3 separate regions of the Sus scrofa genome follow, and all the other regions are linked to region 2. A link is a contact called in public HiChIP or PLAC-seq data. All regions are on one chromosome and are shown on one strand. The core of a region is the stretch at or near the end of the contact, and the rest is flanking DNA. Distances in the headings are between cores, read along the strand shown. Region 1 holds the start of RANBP17 (ran-binding protein 17). Region 2 holds the start of NPM1 (nucleophosmin). Region 3 holds the start of LOC110257256.

What was found. HiChIP or PLAC-seq counts read pairs in DNA pulled down with a chosen protein or histone mark.
Region 1: a contact with region 2 is called in an H3K27ac HiChIP or PLAC-seq map of alveolar macrophages. The contact joins the promoter of RANBP17 here to the promoter of NPM1 in region 2. A contact is called at or near these places in 2 of 5 promoter capture datasets (fetal liver and liver) and 1 of 2 datasets of contacts at active chromatin or transcription factors (alveolar macrophages).
Region 3: a contact with region 2 is called in an H3K27ac HiChIP or PLAC-seq map of alveolar macrophages. The contact joins the promoter of LOC110257256 here to the promoter of NPM1 in region 2. A contact is called at or near these places in 1 of 5 promoter capture datasets (fetal liver) and 1 of 2 datasets of contacts at active chromatin or transcription factors (alveolar macrophages).

What each region holds. Positions count from the first base shown.
Region 1 is chr16:53,158,894-53,161,593 of Sscrofa11.1, forward strand. It overlaps RANBP17 (ran-binding protein 17), which reads right to left and starts at 1,263. Exons shown (of 28, transcript XM_021076681.1): 1 at 1,099-1,263. The coding sequence starts at 1,116. LOC110257298 (a long non-coding RNA gene) reads left to right here and starts at 1,325. Exons shown (of 4, transcript XR_002339723.1): 1 at 1,325-1,398.
Region 2 is chr16:52,780,562-52,783,261 of Sscrofa11.1, forward strand. It overlaps NPM1 (nucleophosmin), which reads right to left and starts at 1,301. Exons shown (of 11, transcript XM_013990662.2): 1 at 1,027-1,301. The coding sequence starts at 1,084. It overlaps LOC102158455 (a long non-coding RNA gene), which reads left to right and starts at 1,265. Exons shown (of 3, transcript XR_001304781.2): 1 at 1,265-1,351.
Region 3 is chr16:52,335,333-52,338,032 of Sscrofa11.1, forward strand. LOC110257256 reads left to right here and starts at 1,282. Exons shown (of 5, transcript XM_021076821.1): 1 at 1,282-1,482; 2 at 1,599-1,694. The coding sequence starts at 1,282. FBXW11 (F-box/WD repeat-containing protein 11) reads left to right here. Exons shown (of 14, transcript XM_021077115.1): 14 at 75-2,561.

The sequences.
Region 1 (2,700 bases), core at 13-2,512, 380 kb after region 2:
CCGGCCAACTCCTACAATTCTTTCAAGATCCAACAGACTGCAAGTTCCCTGAGTGTACAAATCATAAAGTTTTGCTAGAGCTGTATCTTAGGTGCCTAGCAAACTAGGAATTCAATAAATAAGTAGATGAATGGAAAATCAAAAGTCTTGCCTGAGAAGCATAGCTGTCTCACACCTTCTCCACACACACACACACACACACACACACACACACACACGGCTGATTGCTCCTTTTCAAAGTTCCCAAGATATCCTGTGATTAATTCTATCATATCATTTTTCACATTTACTGTCATTATCTGTGAATTTCACGAAGGCAAGAATGGTAGATGATGTAATCCTTTACCCCAGAACTTCTTACAGTGCTTGAAACACGTGGAGGGCGAGGGGAGGTTCTATAAATGTTTGTTGAATGAATAACTGGATGCAGATGCCAGAGTGCCCAAGAATACAGGAGCCTTCCTTCTCCAGCCCGCGACCCATCCAGACTCTCCCCGCGCTCCTAGCGCGCCCTGCCCCCGTTTCCTCCTCCAATGAGGCTGCAGCAGAGCTCTCCTTCGCAACTCCCCACACATACAGCCCCTGCCCGCTCTGGCCAATTAAAGTCCAACTGCTACGCCGATCCTCTGGCGGACCCAGGCCCCCTCTCGAGCTCAGCCCTAACTGTATGAAGGCAGACGATGGAACCTTGGCTGGCGACACTGCGGGAAGGCTGGTCCCGCCCGGCGGAGCTCCCACCTGCTTGGGCATCGCCAAAGCCGCCCACAGCGCCGTGCGGCGGTACAGGGGAAAGCGGGCTCCGGCGCCGCCGGTCTCCGGCATCCCACCTCCCCCGCGGGGCGAGCTCCGAGCCTGGTCTCTACCCCTCCACCCCTCGCCCCCGAGCTCGGGCCGCCCCTTCCTCGGGCCCGCTCCCGAGGTGTGCAGCCCAGGCCAGTGTCCGGGTCCCCGGCCGGGGCTGGAGGCTGGGGCTCCGAGGTGCCAGCCCCGCGGCCCCTTTGGCCTCCGCCGCCGGCCTAGGCCCTCAGTCTCCAGACCCCGGCGTCCCGCCGGCTTCCCGGGGTGGCGGAGCGCGGACCCGCGGCAGAGCCCACTGACCTGGAAGTGCAGCGCCATCTTCCCGGGAGGCGGCGCCGGTCGGCGCCCCGAGCGCCGGAGGGAAGGAAGCGTAGGCGGGCGCCGCGGAAGCCCCAGCAGCCCGCGGGGTCCCAGCGCCGCTCGCTCGCTTGCGAGCTTGGCCGCGGGGCCTTCGCGTTCGAAGCTCGGGATGGGGCGGGACCGGCGGGGCGGGGCGGGGCGACGGAGGCGGCGCGCGCAGGGCGGGCCCGAGGGGCGGGGCCTAGGGGCGGCGAATCTTAACCGCCCCCTGCGTTCAAGCTTCAACTGCCGCTGCCTCAGGTGGGTCTTGACTTCTGACCCCTTCCACTTGACACAACTACCACAACCCAACTGTCAACCACGACCCCTGACTTTACATCTCCCACAGGCTCTCTTGACCTCTAACCCCTACAAGCACAGCTATTGCCCTTTGCTTCTGAATACCCCGTCTCCGCAACCTTTCTCGTGGCCTAACACCCACCTGCACGTAACAGATCACCCATAACCTTTGACTCCCACGTGCCAACTGCTGTCCTTCACCCCTGTCTCCCAGAACCCACCTTTCACTTGTTTTAAACTTTATTTTGCTTAAAATTAAACTGACAGTCTCTACATTATTGTTAAGCTGTAAAATTCTAGTTCCCCTCTTCTGGTATACATTTCATTTAATATGAACTTATATTTTACACGAAATGATTCCATTGGAATGAGAATTTATTTGAGGAGAAGTAGGTCAAAATCACTGCTTTCTGGTGTTTCAGAAGTTTAACACTTCTAGTTGAGGGACATTGTACTTTAGTGTGAAAAATTACTTAAAAACCCTTATAATTTCAGGTTTACTAGTGGCAGATTCTCTTGGCTTTGTTAACATGAGAACATCTTTATTTCACCTGCATTTTGTAAAAGGATAGTTTTGCTGGGTATAGAATTCAATTTTTGGATTTTTTTTAAACATTCTTTCAGCATTTGAAAAATGCCTTTCTTTTGATTTCTGGTTGCCATTGTTTCTGTTCAGAAATGAGCCATTGGTCTGATGTACTTCTTTGAAAGTAGTTTGTCTCCTTCTCCCACCCATGCCTGCTTAAAATTTTTTCTCTTTCTTTTTTTTCTTCAGCAGTTTGAGTGTGATGTAACTCACGTGTGTGAGAGAGAGAGAACCTGCTTAGGGTTCATAAGGCTCCTTAAATATGAAATCAGTGGAGTTCCCGCTGTGGCACAGTGGCTTAAGACTCTTACTGCAGTGGCTCAGTTCTCTCCAAAGATGTGGGTTTGATCCCCAGCCCAGGAACTTCCATATGCTGTGAATGCAGGCAAATACACACACACACATACATATGAAATCAAATATTTTTAATCAGTGTTTCAAAATTTTTGGTCAGTATTTCTTTAAATACTGCTTCTGTCCCTTTCTCTTTTCTCCTTCTGGAACTCCAGTTATGGGTATTTTCAACCTTTTGGAGTTTTCCATATGTCTCTTATACTCTTTTCTGTATTTTGCATTTTTTGTCTATTTTTCTTAATGTGCTTTGATATGTATTTTTTACTGATCTTTTACCCAAGACAGTAGTAACTCTATTGTTATTCAATCCCTCTATTGAATTC
Region 2 (2,700 bases), core at 51-2,550:
AAGTTGAAAAACCAACCCAAGTCTCCTAGGATGGCACTGTGTGATTGAGGTGAGCAACAAAACCTTGGTAATAGAACTACAAGTTTAACAGAAGGCTGCCTCTGCTGCCCACCTCCCAAATCATTTGTAAAGCACCAGCTCTGGAAGCAAGCGTTGTGGGGTTGGAACTATTAAGTGCAACCTTCAGTTTTCCGAGTATCAGTAAGTCATCTGCAAAGAGCGCGGAGAGATAGAAAAAGAACTCTAGAACTACCAGCACTGATGTTAACCACTTAACAAAGACCTCAAGAGTACTGGCGCTACGAACCACTTCACCTAAAATTTCCCGTCCACCATCCTCAATTAAGCCCCAGGACCCCAGGCTCGGAGTGACAAGACACCAGTGAACCCCGGATGTAGCGCCCACACCCCTCCTTCCCCCAACCACGTGGCAACCACGTGCTCCCAGCGGTAGCGGCCTCCCCACGCCGGGCCGCGGCTCCCATCCCCCTGTAACCGGCCGAAGAACCCGGGCCGAGTCTGGGCCCTAGACCTCCTGACCCTTTAGGCCTGTAGGACAACGCCAGGCTCCATTTGTCCTCTCCGTCCAGATAGGAAGCCCACGTCTCACACCCTGATCCCCCACAATCTCTTGCACCACCAACCTGGAGTCCAGCATCAGGCACTAGTCTGGAATCAGAAGCCTACCAACTCACGCAACCCCAGGAAAAAATTATGCCCGGAGCTCTACCACGTGCCCCAGCTAACGCCCAACCCTAAACCGGTGGGTTCCACATTAACTCAGGCCCTGGGCCTCGGACCGCTCACGCTTCAGGCCGCCCTTACTTCCCAGTCACTCCGTGGTGCCGGCTCGCCCTCCCAGGTCCCCATCCTTAAGCTTCAGGACCCCAGCAGCTCGCTTCCCACTCCCGCAGGCCTCCAGCCTGCTTAGCTTTCTCCACCTGCCCAGGCCTCAGTGTGATTTCCACCACCCACTCCAAAGCCACCAGGCCGCGCTCGGCCTTGGCCCAACACGCCAGTACTTACCGAAAAGATAGTTCTGAGGCCTCAGGGGGCTCATGTCCATATCCATCGAATCTTCCATGGGTTGGTGGCACGCACTTGGGTGGGAGAGAAGGCGGACGGAGATAATCCACTAGTGTTGCGGAGAACAGCCGCGCAGGACGGAATCACACCAGGGAAAGGACGCGGGCTCCCTGCGCACATATATAGCACCCTGACGATCTCGCGAGAGCTCTTCAAGTCCCGCCTCCGCGCGCGTGCTCGGAAGCCCCCCTCCCCGCACAGTCTCTCTCCTGCGCAAGCGCTCTTCAACATCACTCCTTGCTACCTCGCCCCCCACCTCCTCCAGGTACTTCGCGGGCTCCCACCGAGCACGCGCATTCGTACCCTGGTCCCACCCACTTCGCCGCCACCGCCTGTGCGCACGCGTACTTCCCCCTCGTAGCGCGCGTTCCCCCACCCTCCAAACCTTCCACGTCCTCTCCCGCTCAGGAGCGCGGGCCTTGCGCCAAGAGCCTGCGCAGCCCACCCTGCAAAATGGCGGCAGCAACTCTTAGCTGGGTTAGGTACGAAGGGCGAGCTGGTTGTAAGTGAACCAGAGAGCAGCTCATTTCTCCTTTCGCCATCTCCTCATGCCTCGCAGGCCTGCAAACAGGCATAACCACTTCCAGTTTTTTGGCTCGCCTGAAGGCCTGAGCCCAGAGTTCATTGTTTCCCCAAAGTTAAAGCTTAAGGTGCCAGAGACAGTGGACTACGGATTGCCACTTGTTGGGGAGAAAAGATGTAGCTGCTGGCCAGACTTAATCGGTTCTGTTTTTAACCCCCTGTCCTTTCTGAGGAAACATCTCCGAATTTAAAATTCTTCGACATTACGTCACTGGGAGGCCAACAGGGGGTTCTAAATCGGTCTCTTTCATATGAGCAGGGCAGGAACCAAGCCTGGGTGATTTCTCCAAAGAGAAAGTTTTAAAAGGGTTGTGTATCCACCGTATGTCCCCACGTAACAGGTAAGAGGCAGATGTGACTATCCCCATTTTGCGGACAGGGAGACGCGCCACGAGGAAGTAAGGTGCCCAGACGGAGTGGTTACAGAAACAGGGTTCTCTAGCTCCAAGTCTAATACTAACACCTGTCTAAAAGCTCGGGGGATTACACGGGGGTCCAGTGTCTGAGGTTGTGCAGTTCTTAATCTTTAACATCACTAAGGTTGTTCTGGCCTGAAAAGAAGGCATTTGACGTTTAAGAAATACACAAACTTAGACTCTGGAAGCGAGCCTGGAAATGAGTATCTTAAAGTACGCTGTCAAACTGAGGACCACCCTTCCCCCAACCGCAGCTCCTCGGGCAGGGGTGCTGAAGATCCCCACAATTATGGTTTTTACACAAATTTAAAAAATTAAAGTACTGTAAAGAATAAAAATAGTGACAGCAATCCCCTACCGCCTTTTCTCCAAACATAGGCTACTTGGGAAGATAAACTGTGATACGCATGAACCAATAATTAACAGAATCAAAATTCAAAATGTGGAGAAATCAATGCTTATTTGTGAATGGACTAAGCTGTTCTCCGCTTTTCCCTGCTCCCAACTGAAAAAAGTCTTTACCAGCTTGGTTCTAGCATCTTTTAAAATGCAGAGTGTGACCAATTACTAGAGAAAAAAACCGAGTCTTGGAAAGTTACTACGGATTGCCACTTGT
Region 3 (2,700 bases), core at 32-2,531, 450 kb before region 2:
GCTCCATGTCTACCCAGAATATCCATACATGCTCCCTTTGTTTTTTGTTCTTGTTTCTGTTCTTGTTTTTTCAGGGTTTCCTAGTCTTGAACTACTGGCTACATGGCTACCAAATGCCTAAGGGAGTTCTTCACAGCTGAGTTACGAAGCTGGAATTGGTTCTAGATGCTGGGCAGATGCAAAGCAGCCTAACTCTTCAAGTACCGACATTTCTCACCTCTGATTCCGGCCTCGACTTTGAGAAGGATACCTTAGCCTCACCGACTTTCAGTAGTCCAGAAGCCCGTCTCCTCCCCCCCCAGAGAAAAAAAAACCTAACGCTTCAAATGTAACTTGTTCATATAAAAGGAACGTACAAATCGACCGTCAAGAGAAGACTTGGCCTCTAATTTATATTGCTTTGCACTTTGGTCCGATATTAAGAAACAGCATCCTTCTTCGGTGAAATTTGGGTGCCAAACCACCTGCCCAGAAGGTCCGGGCCTTTTCTTTTCAGAAGTTAGCATCCTCCTTTCGACCGTCCAAGTCATTACGAATTCTGACTTGTGTTAGGAACACGGTGGACAATGGAAACTTTTCTCTGGATTGTTTGAGTAATATTTTTTGGATCATCCTTCCTTTCTGTACCACTTTAATTTAAAAGAACTATCAGCCAGGTTATATTATCTCCCAGCAGGTAATATAGCTCTTTCCTTTTATTATTAGCTCTTCTCTGGACCCGCAGCCATCTCCTGATATTTGGTAGAGTAACACCTTTACACGCGTGCTTGCCTCCTAATTTAAAATACTGTACCCGCATGTAGATATAATGTACATAACAGTTTAACCTCAAGGTTGCTCGAGTCAGGGCCCCGGTGCCTGAGACACTAATAGCAAGTGTGTTCGCTCCTAGCCCCACACCAGGGTTGATGTGGATTTACTAGACCCCTTTCTGCAGTATTCACATGGTGGATTTTCTTTTTGTCATGTCAGTGTGTGCGTGGAGAGTGTGTGTGTGTGTGTGTGTGTGTGTGTGTGTGTGTATTTTGATGGGATTCTTGTTTCTAAATGTCATTTCTAAAGTTTAACACAAAATGTTCTATTTGTCGTGCAGTAAATACGATAGAGAGGTACCTTAACATTTTTTGGTTGTCCTTTTCCTCATACGTACTGCTACGTGCTCATGTCCACGTCCCATGGTATTCATTTGACTTCACCGTCCCGAGGTCCCGTTCTGTGTGTCGGTAACCCTGGGAAGGGAAGAGCGAGGAGCCCCGCTGACCGGCTCCGGCTCCGGCCACCATGCGTTCCCGCCCTTGGCAGGTGGGACTGGAGCCCGGGTTCCCCAGCCAGGCTGGCTCAGAGGTCCAGCGTGAGGTGCGTGGAGGGTCCTCCCACGTGGCACGCGGCCTGATGCCCCTGACTCCCTACCTGTCACCTCTGGGGTCGCCTGCTGGCGTGGCCACTGCGGGCTCTCCTGGCTCCCAAGCACTCCGCAGCCCCGTGTGAATGGCACCGTCACGCTGGCATGCACGGAAAGGGCTTTGGCATCCAGTCGGCACTCCTTTGCCCTTGTTCACTATTCGGTTCTGATTTGCCCCTTGCCGTTGTTTCCAAAGATCAAGGAATTGTTGCTAACCTTTGAAAGGACCAATGAGAACCTCCTGTTAACAAAACCTCTTCTCGCGGAAGCGCCCTCTCCCACCGAGGGGAAGGTGCCTGGGCTCTGTCGTGGGGATCAATGTGTGTGTCTGTGATTGCCTCTTGAGTTGGTTTGCTTTTTTTTGTTTTCCTTAGTCCTTTAAAAAAAAAAATCCTTCCCTCCAACATGTTACTAAATTAATTTCTATTTTTGAGAAGTCAATCTCAACGTGTAAACAAAAAAATAATAAATCTCCATTATCAGGTGGCTGTTGTAAGCCCGACAGTGGTTGTGCAAGTGACTTGACCACTCTTCCTCTTACAGCTTTAATACCAGATTGGTTAGGAGAGCCCAGGGGGCGGGGCGGGGAGGGGGGCGGGAGGAGGCAGTTCTGAACTAATGGACTTTTTGTTGTTGTTTTGCATGTTTAATATAGAAGTTCTTGTTCCTTGGGAGATCATGGCCTTTGAATATGCACACAACCTTTGAATTGTGCCTACTAAATTATAGCAGGGGACTCCGGCACCCAAGGAATTCCGACTTTCTGGGATTATAATAGTAATTCCCAGCTGTACTCTGGACTTTATTTTGCTAACCATAATTGAGCAACTGTAAATTACTGCTATATTAATGTTTTAAAGCACTGGGATAGTCTAACTTGTAATTAATTATGTTTGCCAATTATCTGTTTGAAATAAATTTGTGTCTGGACAGCTATTGAAACTGTTAAATTGTACAGATATTATTCATGACAGCTTTGTACTGTGGAATGTGCTTAATAAAAAACAAAAAGTTTGACCTTTGTCCAATAAATTGCTTAAGTAATGTCAGTAAATCAAGTATGAGTATTATGCAGTACACCTGATCTGGCTTCCTGCAATTGTTACTTCAGCTACTAATTCAAAGCCAATACTCTTAATAAAGTGTTGCAATACTCTGATGTTCTGTTAAGAAATTTTTCAAAAAAAAAAAAAAAAACCGTTCACATGCTGTCAGTAATTCAGTGACATACAATTAATGTTTGTAGATTGAAAAAGTCATCTGCCCTTGACAAGGAGGTGGAAGGCAAAGTACTTTTG